2 separate regions of the Sus scrofa genome follow, and region 2 is linked to region 1. A link is a contact called in public Hi-C data. All regions are on one chromosome and are shown on one strand. Each heading gives the region's core, a stretch centred on a gene start, on an enhancer-like site or on the middle of the called end of the contact. The rest is flanking DNA. Distances are from core to core; before and after follow the strand shown.

Region 1 (6,668 bases), core at 2,741-5,240:
AGCAGGATCAGGGGTGTCTCTGGAGCATTGGGATGCAGGTTCAATCCCTGGCGCGGCACAGTGGGTTAAGGATCCAGCATTGCCACAGCTGCAGTGTAGGTCACAAATGGCTTAGATCTGACCTCCGGCCCAGGAACTCTAAATGCCGCGGGATAGCCAAAAAATTAAAAAAAAAAAGAAGAAGAAGAAGAAGGCAGTAGGCAGATTGGTTCCAGAGCAGAGAGCTGCAGATGCAAACTGTATCTGAGGAGTGTCAGCCACACAGAGAGGAGAGCAAGGTGATGACAGGACAAGGAGGACACCCACTGGAGGGGGTGCCCCCAAAGAGATAGAAGCAAGGGTCAGAACAACAGGAGGCTGACGGTCTGAAATTAACTCAGAGCTGGGAGCATGCCAGTCACCAGTTGCCCCAGGCCTCCCGTGTGCCTGAAGTGGACAGACGTCTGGACCTAGTCCCTGCCTCCATGAGTGGGGACAGTCTGGAAGCCGAGACAAGCAGGAGGTCGCCACAAAGTGTTGGGAGTTCCTAAGGAGTTCCCCTCGTGGCTCAGTGGTTAACAAATCCGACTAGGAACCATGAGGTTTCGGGTCCGATCCCTGCCCTTGCTCAGTGGGTTAAGGATCCGGTGTTGCTGTGAGCTGTGGTGTAGGTTGCAGATGTGGCTCGGATCCCACATTGCTGTGGCTCTGGCGTAGGCTGGTGGCTACAGCTCCGATTTGACCCCTAGCCTGGGAACCTCCATATGCCGTGGGAGCAGCCCTAGAAAAGGCAAAAAAGACAAACAAACAAACAAACAAACAAACAAAAAAACCAAAGTGTTGGGAGTTCTGTCAAAGGAGGACCTGATGTGGCTCAGGGATCATGAAGGACCTCTGAGGACCCTTCAAGCTGAAATGAGTAAGAACTCATGAGACAAAGCGGGAGAGAGGGTGCATGGCCCATGGGGAAGCCAGGCAAAGCCAAAGGCCATGGGCAGATGCTGTGGGATCTGAGTTTGGGAAGCTCGCTTGGGCTGCAGAGCGGAGAGTGGACTGGAGAGGCTACTGTGGTCTCTACTGTGACCTGGATTTGACAGAGGAGCGGATACTGGGGGGGTGGAACTGGCAGCTTCTCAGAGTTCGGACTGACAGAATGTGGACACTCTTTGGATGTGCAAGGTAAGAAGGAGAGGGTCAAGGGTGAGGCCCAGGATGCTGGCTCCTGGCAGTGCTGTCCAACAGGAGTGTAATGGGAGCCACGTATGTCATTTCAAAAATTTTAGTAGCCATTTTTTAAAAACAGTCCAAAAAATAAGAATATATTGTATTTGGGGGGAGTTCCCGTCGTGGCTCAGTGGTTAACGAATCCGACTAGGAACCATGAGGTTACGGGTTCGGTCCCTGCCCTTGCTCAGTGGGTTAATGATCCGGTGTTGCCGTGAGCTGTGGTGTAGGTTGCAGACGCGGCTTGAATTTGGTGTTGCTGTGGCTCTGGCGTAGGCCAGTGGCTACAGTTCCAATTCGACCCCTAGCCTGGGAACCTCCATATGTCGTGGGAGCAGCCCAAAGAAATAGCAAAAAGACAAAAAAAAAAAAAAGAATATATCATATTTGGGGAGCTCTCATTGTGGCTCAGCAGGTTAAGACTCTGACTAGTTCATTATTAAATAAAAAAAATAAAAGACTCTGACTAGTACCCATGAGGATAGTATGCCACAAGCTGCTGCATAGGTCACACATGTGGCTCGGATCTCATTGCTATGGCTGTAGTGTAGGCTGGCAGCTGCAGCTCCAGTTTGACCCCTAGCCTGGGAACTTACATATGCTGCAGGAGCTGCTCTAAAAAGAAAAAGTATATATATATATATATTGTATTTGGAGTTCTCCTACTGGCTCAGTGGATTAAGGATCTGGTATCGTCACTGCTGTGGCTTGGGTCAGGGCTATGGTGCAGGTTCAACCCCTGGCCTGAGAACTTCTGCATGCCACAGGCATGCCCCCCCCAAATATATATATATATATATATATATAGTATTGAATCCAATACATCAAAAATATAATTTAAATATCATCAATATAAAAATGGAGGTGCCTTACATTCTTTTTTCTGGACTTAGTCTTCCATATCTGGTGCGTATTTGACAGGACTAGCCACACTTCGAGTGCTCGGTAGCTCAATTTCAAGTGTTCAGTGTGGCAAGGGACCCCTGGGTTTGGACAGGGCAACTGTGGAAGGTGAGAAAGGTCAAAGAAGCAGGTTTGGGGCAGGCGTGGGTGAAGATGGTGAATGCAGCTGTGGACATGTCCAGGGTGAGGTCCCTTGGGACACTAAGGAGGAGGTGTCCAAAAGACATCTGAGTATTAGGGTCTGGAGCTCAGCATGGAGATCCAAACTGGGAACCAGAGATGGTGGGAAGGGTGGAGCTTTGGCACAGGAGCAGGAGCAAACCCTAGCAGATGACATGGTCCAGGAAGGCGTGTTCTTTGAGCCACAGGACAGAAGCAGAGCCACACACACACACACACACACACACACACACACACACACACACACACACACTTGCAGGCAGAGGCAGAGAAACCATGAAAGAGTGGGTACAGCCTGAAATGCCCAGGACAGAAGCAGAGCCACACACACACACACACACACACACACACACACACACACACACACACACACACACACACACACACACACACTTGCAGGCAGAGGCAGAGAAACCATGAAAGAGTGGGTACAGCCTGAAATGCCCAGGACAGAAGCAGAGCCACACACACACACACACACACACACACACACACACACACACACACACACACACACTTGCAGGCAGAGGCAGAGAAACCATGAAAGAGTGGGTACAGCCTGAAATGCCCAGGACCAGAGACTCTCAAGGAGCAGGTTTCAAGGGGGGCGGGGGCCACTTGGGAGTAAAGACAGCCCCATCCTGATGTTAGGTGATGTCCATTGGTGAGGCGCGTGGAGAGAAGATTTTCTTGGGAAGTAGGGAGACTTGACATGTTTGTTAGGCCCTATAGGGTACCTGGAGAAGAAGAGGTATGGAGCGTTGGCCACTGGCCAGGGTCTGTAAGCACCACCTCCCAGCTGGGAAACAGCTATTGAACAGGTGCTCAGTAGATGCTTGTTGAATGAATGAATCCTGGATTGAACGACAGGCAGCGGGTGTTCGCCCTCTGACTACGAAGGGGTGGACTGGAAGATGGGGCAGGCTGGTGGTCGCGGGAGGGATGTGGGATTGAGAGGCAGGGAGGCCCGGAGGAGGGTTCCGGGGCGTCGAGCCTGCACGCGTGGAGTGTGGGGAGGCGCTTCTCTCTTCCTTCAGGGCCTCCCTGACCGCCAGTGTCGTCCCCCGACCCAGGGCACTTTCCAGCAAATGTGGATCTCCAAGCAGGAATATGAGGAGGGCGGGAAGCAGTGCGTGGAGCGGAAGTGCCCCTGAGGGCGCCCCCTCCTCACCCACAGGCCTGCCTGCAGCAGTGGGGGAGGGGACGCGAAAGGAAGGAGAGGGTTAACCCCCGCCCCCGTTCTTCCCGCCCCCCCCCCCGCCTCCCCGCCTCGGCACCGCAAGCTCCCAACGCTCCCACCGCCCCCTTTTCTTCCCCTTCCCGCTCGTCCTCTTAGATTGCGTTGTCGAACGGAGTAAAAACGTTTTAAGAAAAAGGAAGTTTGGCCTCTTTAGGGGTGGGCAGTGGGGTCAGGGTTCTGGAGGGAGAAGAGGGGAGGGCCACACCTAAATCCGCGGTGTGGCATCGCACGGTGGACGCCAGGGCAAGGTCTGAGGGCGGGGGCAGTGCGGCAGGAGCCACGAACGCCTCAGGTTTCAAAGGGGCCGCAATCCAGGGAGGATCGCGCAGCGAGAACCGGGTAGAGCCCCTCAATGAAATCCCCAGCGAGGAGCAAGAGTCGGGGCTGGAAATGGGAGTTGGCGAAGGGGATGCGGCGTCAGGGGCGGGACGGAACCGAGGGCCCGGCCCAGGGGCGGGGCCTGCGCGAGGGGTGGGGCTTGGGGTGGGCCGGGCTTCGGGCCTCAGGAGAGGCTGCACCTAAGCACCCCAGGACCGACAGCTCAGGTGAGCCGACCGACCGCTGTCTTTTCCCAGGGCGTTATAGGCAGTGAGAAGAGTGGGGAGGGGACAGAGGCACAGTGCGCCCCAGCAGCTGAGAACTTCTCTCCCAACTTGGGTAGGCACTGAGGTTTCCCAGGGAGACCCCTGACATCCGGGCCCCTGAGCCCTTCCATTTTAGAGCTGCGTGTCTTGGGGTCCTCTGCGGGGCTCAGGGACCTGCGCCCCTGCCTGAAATTGTAGGTAAGGCTTAGCAGTTTGTGCCTGTGATGTGTTGTGAGGTCCCTCGACCCCAAAGCTGTAGAAACCCATGTGGTCCAAATCCTTTGGTCGTCAAAGAGGTGCAGGTGCCCAGAGAGGACTATGACTTGTCCAGGGTCACCCAGCTCTGCCTATTCCATGGCCAGGACTCTCTCCATCGTTGCTTGAGGGGGCCTGATCCACAGATTCCCTGACTCCAGGCGGGCCCTGGTCCTGGAGCACTCACCAGTCCTGCCTGACCAGGTGCTCCCACCCTTGCACCTCCCACCCCAGCAGCCCACAGGAGCCTGCACCCCCACCCCCTTCAGTCTGATTGCAAAGGAACAAACACATGGCCAGACCAAAACCCAGGTCACACCACGTGGCCCCTCAACTAGGGTTCCCACTGGGGCAGGAGTCCAGACAGGGAGGGCAGCTTATGTGTTACAGGGTTTGGGTACTGGGGAGCCTGTAAGCAAGATGAGGAAGGGGCAGAGGTGTTCATGGTGGGGAGCTTAGGAGGGGGTCCCCAAGAACACTGGGAGGGGAGGAAGCAGGAGGGAAGAGGGGTCACCCACATCTCCACCCTCCCCAGCCATCAGCCCTCCTCCCCCAGCCCTGCCGGGAACTAGAGGCCAAAGTCTGCCCCAAGGTTAAAAAATTGATTGTTTTGCAGGAAGAGGGCAGGAGTGAACTGTGGAGGGATTGGCAGGGGAGGGCACAGCCCCTCGTCCTCTAGCCTGAGCCGGGGGGGCCATGCCTGGAAGGCTGGACTAAAGCCAGGACTGTGCCCCAACCCTGGGAGTGGGGGAAGCGAGGAACGGTCTGGGCTCAGGCTGCCTGCCAGGGCTGATAAGGGGCCTCTGGGGGCTCCCACAAACGGTTTATCACTGGTGGGGGGCACAGCCTGCAGGGCTCAGGAAGGACACGAGCATGGAGCGGCTTTGGGGTGTACTCCAGAGAGTGGTAAGATCGAGTGGGATTGGGAGACCCTTAGGCCTTCTCTCCAGGTTCTCAGCTCCCCCACAGACCCCAAGGCTGACCCCTTCCCTTCCCACCTCCAACTCTCCCCTCCAGCCCGCCTCTCAGGACCCTCTCTCCTGCCTAGTTTCATGGCACCCCAAAGTCCCTGACCCTATTATCGCTAGATTCCTCCCCATTCCCCAGGCCTCTTTCCCCAATCTCACAGCCATTGAACCCCCCACAGCAAAGGTGGTCCCCACGACCCTCCCAGACCATCTACAAGCTTGTGGAGGGCACCCAGCAGGGGCGCCTGGAGGAGGAGGAGGAAGACGGGGAGGAGGGGGCTGAGCCACCCTCCCACTTCTGCCCCATGGAGCTGAGGGGCCCCGAGCCCCTGGGCTCTCGACCAGCTCGGCAAAGCCTTGGGCTCTGGGCAGCAGGACGAAGAGCCGCCCCCTACCTGGTCCTGACCGCCCTGCTGATCTTCACCGGGGGTAAGATTCAGGCCCACTCCCAGTGGAGGGTCTGGGCTGGGGGAACATCTGGGGTCCAGAGAAGAGCACAAGGAGAATCTCCACCTTGCCACCCATCAGCTTTCCTCCTGGGCTATGTGACCTTCCGAGGGTCCTGCCAGGCGTGCGGGGACGATGTGTTGGTGGTCAGCGAGGATGTCAACTCTGAGCTGGGCCTGGACTCCCACCAGGGCACACTGTACTGGAGCGACCTCCAGGCCATGTTCCTGCGGCTCCTGGGGGAGGGCCGTCTGGAGGACACCATCAGGTAAGGATCAGCCTGCCCCCTTCCTGGCCCTCAAAACCCATCATCCACTCAGACCGGCTTCCCTTCCTCCTCTCCTGGGACCCTGGTGTTGGGGTGCCCCTTCTGAGTCCTTCCACCTGCCTCCTGGCCTATGCTCTGGGAGGGATGGCAGGCATTTGGAGCTGAGAAGAGGAAGGGCAGTTCCAGAGACGAGAGTGCAGGGGACACATTTGGGAGTTGAGGGAACTGACTAAATGAGCACAGAGGTGTCCAGCATCCAGATACGAGGTAGGACAGACCCAGGAAAGTCTTGAATACAACATCAAGGAGCTTGGATTTTGACCTATGGCAGCGGGGAGCTTGGGGCGGGGGTGGGGGGGATCTGAGAAGGGGCCATTTTAGGGAATCAGAAAAAGAAGCAAATGTGTTTGTGACCCAGGCCATCCCTCATCTCCATTACGGGGGATGCTGGCCCCAGCACAAGAAGGCCCAGCGTTTCTTTTGTTCTGCTGAGGTCACCTTTGACTACTGCTACCCAGATAGGTCCGGAGAAGAGGTGAGGAATTGTTTTTTTTCAGTGCATTCTCTTTGATTTCCCTACTTAGAAAATCATAGATAGAAATCTATAGATAGAAAATCTA
Region 2 (7,066 bases), core at 251-2,750, 67 kb before region 1:
GGCCGCTGACAGCTTTGTCCACATGCAGCTGCAGGGCCTCAGATGGCTGGGAGGAGTTGGCCAACAGGGCCTGGCCCTGCAGGATGGCTTCTGAGAGCAGGGCCAGACCCTGCCAGACCTCCATGGCCTGCTGCTGGACCTGAAGAGACCAGAGACTCAGAGTCAGCTGGCCCAAGCCAGCCCCTCCCTCCTTCTCAGCGGCCCCAAGCCAACACAAGTTTTGTTGAATGAATGAACAAATGAATGAACGAATTAACAGATTCCATTCAGCCCTCATCTTTGCTGCTCCGTTTTTTCTCTCACTGTCATTCTCCTTCCCACCCTATGAGGTTCCCCAAATGAGACTTCCCAAGAGAACGGGAAAAAGGAACTCACCTCCATCCTCTTCCAGGCATAGAAGTTAACCTTGGTGTCTGGGACAGTGATATTCTCACTGAAGCTGCAGCTTTCGGCACAGCCCATCTGCAATGCACAATCCTGGAGTCAGGGGCCCCAAGGGCTCCTGCCGGCCCTGCCCCTTACCTAGCTTCCAGATTTGTGATGGGACTACCACTTTTATCACTTTTGCTGGGGGCTCTGGCTCCCCACCTCCACCCCTGAAACCAGTTCCAGGTTCCTGGATCTTGGAGGAGACCCTGAACTCCTGAGAATGAGACCTGTGGAAGATCCTGGGGAGGGGCCTCACCGTGGCATTTTCGCCCTCCTTGGCCTCCAAGATGTACCTCTCCAGGACTCGGCTGTCACAGATGAGGCGTGGGGGGGCGCCCAGGACTGGGAGGCCCAGAGGAAGCAGCAGCAAGGACAGCAGAAGCAGCCGGGCAGGACATTCTAGGAAAGAGAGCCAGGCTGAATGTGAGGCTGGGCATTGCAGGAGAAGGGTTGGTTTAGACGGACAGGTTCACCCATCCGGCCGCCTGGCCCCCAGCCAGCCGTCCCGACCCCAACCTTGCGAGCGCGCAGGCTCTGCCTCCTTTGCCTTCATTCAATCCCGCGGCCGCGTGCACACCCCACCCCCCAACTACCGGAATCCACTTGTCCCGGCCAAACTTCAATCCCGGTGTGACAGAGGCTTCCCCTCTCGCAGATCCGGGTTGCTGCTCCCAGGTCCAGGTATCAGCTTTCTCGTCACCCACATAGCAGCCCCTCTTTCCCCTGGACCTGTAAACCTCCACCCGGTCCCAGCTCAGGTTTCGACTTGCCCGGGGACTCCCCAAGCCCCGCCGGCAGGTGAAGGCTGCCCCACCCCCCTTGCCCTTCCGGGGTCCTTGGCAAGTCTCAGGTCCTTGAACCTAGCCCCCTCGGGGCCAACAGCCCCAGCGGTAAATTCCTCCTCAAACAGGGGCTGGGCGGGCGGCCGGGAGTACTCACCGCGCGCCCCCATCTCCGCGCCTCGCCCGGCCCCTCAGCGTCCTGGGGCTTGGCGGGTGCCGGCGCCGGGAGCCCGCATCCTGGAAAGCCTGGCGGGACAGGGCCACCTCTCCGCCCTAAGGAGGGGGCTGCTGTCCGGGACCCCCGAGGCGGGGTCGGAACAGAGCGCCTCAGGGCCCCCAGCCAGGGTCCGGAGGACGGCGAGGCGAGGCGACGGGCCGGGGTTGGCCCGGGGACTGCGGCGGCGGCCGGGGGTCGGGGCTGTTATCAGCTGTGTGCGTGCGTGTGGGGGGTTGGGGGGAGGCTGTGTGCGTGAGGGGTCGCGGGAGGTGTGGGCCGGAGGGGTCAGAGCCGGGGCAGGACGCCTGGGTCGGGGGCCCTCAGGGGAGTGAGACCAGCGGGCGCGGGTGCGGGGCACGGGGCTACCCGCCCGATCCCTGAGTTCCTGAAGGTGCAGGTGGGTGCTCTCAGCTGGATGGGCAGAAGGCTGCGCTGGGAAAGCAGTGCCATTCTGGGAAAGACTGGTGACCCCGACGGCCCTCTGGAGAAGGGGGTGTCCCCATCTTGGGCGGAGACTCAGAGCTGGGACTGCAAGGCATCTGGGTGTGGAAGCCGAAAAGGTGCTGGTGGGGCACACCAGTGGCCTCCTCAAAATCCCAGTTCTTGTTCTAGAAACTAGTGTCGTTTTGTTGAGGAATTTAGTGGGGGCCGCACAGAGCAAGAAATTTGGGGGGTCTTCTCCCCCCCTTCTAGGACCCTGAAAAGCCAGATACTGAACTTTTAGGCTAATCTGTGTGACAAAATTCTTTTTTTGGGGGGGGTCTTTTTAGGGCCTCACCAAGCCACATCTCTGACCTACTCCACAGCTCATGGCAACACTGGATCCTTAACCCACTGAGCAGGACCAGGGATCGAACCTGCATCCTCATGGATGCTAGTCAGACTCGATTCTGCTGAGCCATGATGGTAACTCCCACAAAATTCTTTAAGAGCTCTAGTATAGAGCTAACCCCCAGAGTGAGGGCACTTAGAATTTGCAGCTAAATTTTGTGGCTTCTGGGAAGCCCTGAGGCAGGGGTTCAGGTCTGGGGAGCAGGAATCCAAGGCTAGCTAGCCTCTCAAACCTTGGAAAGGAGTGAGTCTGAGTCCCTGAACCTCAGTGCTCTCATCTGTGAAAAGGGTGTCATGAAAACACCAGTCCCAGCTCATGCAGTTCTCATAAAAGACGGAGAAGTCTGCACTGTGGCTCAGGAGTAACGAACTCAACTAGTATCTGTGAGGACAAAGGTTCAATCCCTGGCCCCTTTCAGTGGGTTAAGGATCCGATTTTGCTATGAGCTGTGATGAAGATCACAGATGCAGCTCGGATCCCGCATTCCTGTGGCTGTGGCATAGGCTGGCAGCTGCAGCTCTGATTCAACCCTAGCCTGGGAACTTCCATATGCCACAAGTGTGGCCCTAAAAAGACCAAAAGAAAAAAAAAGTCAGGGAAGTCTGGAATTCCTTGGTGGCACATGGGGTTGAGGATCTAGTGTTGTCACTGCTGTGGTGCAGGTTAAATACCTACCTGGTCTGGAAACTTTTGTATGCTTTAGGCACAGCCAAAAAAAAAAAAAAAAAAAAAAAAAAAGGCAGGGAAGTCCTACAAATACAGGTGGATATTTATACATTCACTCCCTCCCCAGTCCCATGATATTAGAGATACCTTATTCATGCATTCAGTGTCTTCTTAGTGCAAGACAATTGACTACAAAATTTTCAGGACCAAAAGATGTGTTGAACCCTGCTTCCTGCCTCCTGCCTCCTGAAGTTTGTAGCTTACAGTAGAGAGAAGGGGGGGGTCCATGGGGCCTGGAGGACTGAGGTGTACAGATCTGAGCTGTAAGAGTTTGGAAGAGGGGAGCTCACTTCCAGCAGAGGGAATCAAGGGAGATTTGATACAGGAGGTAACAACAAGCTCAGCCTTGAAGGGTGGGTAAGATTTCAATGGGAAGAGATGTGAGGTGGGTGGGGGAGGTTGGTCCATTGCCTAGTTGGGGTGGAGGCTGTGGGAGGAGAGGTGGAGATGGGGCTAGAGTACTGTTAGGGAAGGGTCAGGCTGCAAAGGGCCGTGAATGCCGCTCTGAAGAATTTGGATTTTGTTTGGAAAGAGTGGGAAATAGTCATTCACTCACTCAAGAAATATACATGTGGGCGTTCCTGTTATGGCTGAGCGGGTTATGAACCCAATTAGTATCCATGAGGATGCAGGTTTGATCCCTGGCCTCACTCAGTGGGTTAAGGATACTGTGTTGCCGAAAGCTGTGACATAGATGACAGCTGCAGCTCTGATTCATCCCCTAGCCTAGGAACTTCCATATGCTGCAGGTGCAGCCCTAAAAATAAAATAATTTTTTTTTGTCTTTTGTCTTTTTTAGGGCCGCACCCACAGCATATGGAGGTTCCCAGGCTAGGAGTCTAATCGGAGTTGTTGCTGCCAGCCTCCACCACAGCCACAGCAGCGTGGGATCTGAGCCGTGTCTTCAGCCTACCCCACAGCTCATGGCAACACCGGATCCTGAACCCACTGAGTGAGGCCAGGGATTGAACCCGCAATCTCATGGTTCCTAGTGAGATTTGTTTCTGCTGTGTTGCGACAGGAACTCCCCTAAAAATAAAATAAATTTTAAAAAAGAAATACACATGTAAGAGTACCTACTCTTGGCCAGGGACCTGGGGTTGGAGCAGTGATTGAAGCAGACAAGAATGCTTACCAGGAGTTCTTTTGTGGTTCAGCCAGTTTAGGATCTGGCCTTGCCTGGTGGAACTGACATTCTAGTGGAGAGATGGATGATAAACACAAAAATGAATAAAAGATGGAGGATCTCTAATGGCAAAAATGACTAAAGAGAAAAGGCCCGGGAGTGTTGAAGGAGGGGGCAGTGTTAAATGAATCAGGAAGGGATGCCTGTTGAGAAGATGATGGAGGGAGCCATGAGTAACTGGTTGGGGAAAGGGCATTCTCAAAGAGGGGTTCAGAAAGATGAACGGGAAGGGCAGGGAGACAGAAGCTTTGGGGAAGTAATAGGAAATAATAAGGGTCTGACTTGCTCGGACCCTGCTCCCCTGCCCTCTGCTCACCTTGATCCTGCTCTGGGGGCCCCCCTTGAACGTGGTGTACTGGCTGCTGGTCTGCACACCCCATTATGCCCTCTGGTCCCAGTTTCCCTCTCAGCACCCAGGCAGCCTCCCAGCCTCACTTGGCCCTCAAAGCCCAATTCTGCTCCCTTCCCAGATCCCAGCTGTGGGACGAGCACACGCACACTCACGTCCACACACGTCCACACATGCATTCTGTCCCGACTCCCCCACACCCCCCAGGCTCTGCTCTCCCAGTCTCCTGACTCCTGCGTCACTGCCCTGACCTGACCATGGAGAGGGGGCCAGGAACAGATGGGGAGGTAGACGCAGCCAGAGGAGAGGGAGGAGAGGAAGAGTCATTCAGGCTGTGGGACCTGCTTCTCTCCTGACAGCAACTTGTCAGAGGTCCCTAGGCCCCTGCCTTTGAGAAAGGAAGGGAGATGGGCCCTGAGCACTAGCCCCTAGGTGCTGGGGACTGCTGACAGAGTCGTCCTGGCTCATCTCCTGGGGCTTTTGGAGAGAGCTACAATTGCAGCCTGGGAGAGGGAATAGAGGACAGTATCTCAGTACACCCTGCACCCAATCCCTGAGCTGTCGTAACTCCACTCAGGGTGCAGAGGCTGGTTTGGGGGCCAGCTTCAGCACAGGTGCTCTTGGATACTGCCCAGCAGGGTCCATCTATCCATCCTTGACAGCAGGGGGCCCTGAAGAGCAGGAAGCTATCTGGGGCTCTCCCTCTGATACCCATCAACCCCTACCAGTGCCCCCTCCATCTGCCTGTTTGCATTTCTCTGGCGTAGTGCTGGCCCAGCGCCAGGACCACTGCAGAGGGTCTCCTCACTGTCTCTTCCCCCCAGGTGAATCCCCAGCTGTGTCACTAGAGTAACTTTCTCATTCAGTGGCCTTGTTCCTATCAGTCCCCTGAGCAGGAGCCTGCAGTGGCTCCCAGTCGCCTCTGAACGAAGACCCTTTGTGTGCTGCCATCCACCTGCCTCTACAGCCTGTTCTCCCACTTGGCTCGTTCCCACTCCCCCCTCACATGGACTTAGTTGGATGGTTTGCTGCTTCCTGCCCTTTGCTCACTCTGTGTCATCCACCTGGATCTCCCTCCCACACTATCTCTCCCTGTCCTTCAAGCCTCCACCCAAGCATTACCTTCTCTGTGAAGCCCTCCCTGACACCCGAGTAGAAAGCTGTCTTCCCCATCTCAGCTGCCATCCTTTATGTATGTGTCTTAGGTCTCTCCTGCCCAGACCACCATGTACAACTGACAAGGTTCAGGACCCAGCTCCAAGAAGTGCCACTCATGTAGACCCTGATGAGAATGGTACCCTCTGGAGTCAGGCAGCACAGGTTAATCAGAGAAGAGAGCAAAGGACCGTGTGCGGCAGATCTTGTTCACCTTGGTGCCATTGGGCACCTAGCATGTTGCCTCTGTGTGGTCATGGCTTGCGTGTGGCTTGCATTACGTGCTCCCTCCACTCCAGGCACCTTGGCCAGAGAAACCGGAGGTCTCGAGGGAGGAAGTGAGCTGCTCAGCCTCCGAATGCGTGCTGGAGCCAGGCCGGGACAACCTCCCTCTGGAATCGAGGGGGCTTGAGACGCCACCATCTACTTCTTGAGCAGGCAGCTGCTGAGGCAGGGTCTGAAAAGGGACGGTTGTGACCAGAGGATGGCGGGGGTGGAGGCAGGCTCTGTTCCCTGGAGTCTTCCTGGCAGCCAGTTCAGATTGAAAAAGCCAAGAAGCAGATTTACAGCCCCCCATCCCCCGGGGCTGTCCAGACCCCCAGGCAGCATGAAGTCCCAGCTGCCTGGAGTTGTGCTGGGGACGAGAGGGACCTCCAGACCTCTCCTCCTCCTCCTTTCCAAGCAGTGGCTTCTCTTCTGGGCCTCGGGAATTCAGCCAGAGGCCCGGAAGACCTTCTGTGCTGGGAAGCGAGGTGGCCGGCTGGGGACCTCAGAGGGCGTTGGGGGGAGGGCTTCCTGGCCCTTGGGGAACAGGGAAGGGAGCACGGACTCTGGAGAAGGGATTCCTGCTGGACAACCAAAGAAAGTCCTGTGCAAAGGTCAGTTTGGAGAAACTGAGGCAAGTTCTGCTTTCTTGGCCACAGAGTAAGCAGTGAACCAGACCCCTGGGTTTCTATTCTTAGTAGCAGCTCTGTGCTTCAGCAGCCTGACAAGGGTTGTCCGGTAAACAAGGCAGCCCGGATTAGCGGCCTGAACTCTGCCACTTACCAAGCACCTGACTTAGACAAGTGACTTTATCTCTGAGCCTGGGGATGGCAAAAATGATAGCAGTCACTTGCCAGGACTGTCCTGGGATTACATGCTGGCCAGCACGGAGTAATTGGTAAAGGCCAGCGGTCATCACTGCGCCCTCACTTCACTCTCCCTGCTGTTTGTCCTCACGTGGGAGTCCTGGAGACCAACTCTCCAGGATATTCCTCAGCTTCCTCCAGTGTCCTCCACTGTTCCTTCTGGGAAGCTGGGCATGTGTTCACCTTGTCTCTGGTAGTGTAGCTGCCCCCGCGAGCGCCTCGCTAGAAAAGGTCATGGGGATGGTGGGTGTGGACAGAGG

What was found. Hi-C and Micro-C count contacts between places; a contact is called where the count stands out from the background.
Region 2: a contact with region 1 is called in a Hi-C map of epiblast stem cells, with 4 times the contacts expected there. The contact joins the promoter of EPO here to the promoter of TFR2 in region 1. A contact is called at or near these places in 2 of 47 Hi-C or Micro-C datasets (embryonic fibroblasts and epiblast stem cells).

What each region holds. Positions count from the first base shown.
Region 1 is chr3:8,551,315-8,557,982 of Sscrofa11.1, reverse strand. TFR2 (transferrin receptor protein 2) reads left to right here and starts at 3,990. Exons shown (of 19, transcript XM_003124374.5): 1 at 3,990-4,071; 2 at 5,212-5,271; 3 at 5,513-5,762; 4 at 5,862-6,048. The coding sequence starts at 5,239. ACTL6B (actin-like protein 6B) reads left to right here. Exons shown (of 12, transcript XM_013995471.2): 12 at 3,324-3,661. The coding sequence ends at 3,440.
Region 2 is chr3:8,614,942-8,622,007 of Sscrofa11.1, reverse strand. EPO (erythropoietin) reads right to left here and starts at 1,500. Exons shown (of 5, transcript NM_214134.1): 1 at 1,369-1,500; 2 at 686-828; 3 at 376-462; 4 at 1-139. The coding sequence starts at 1,381.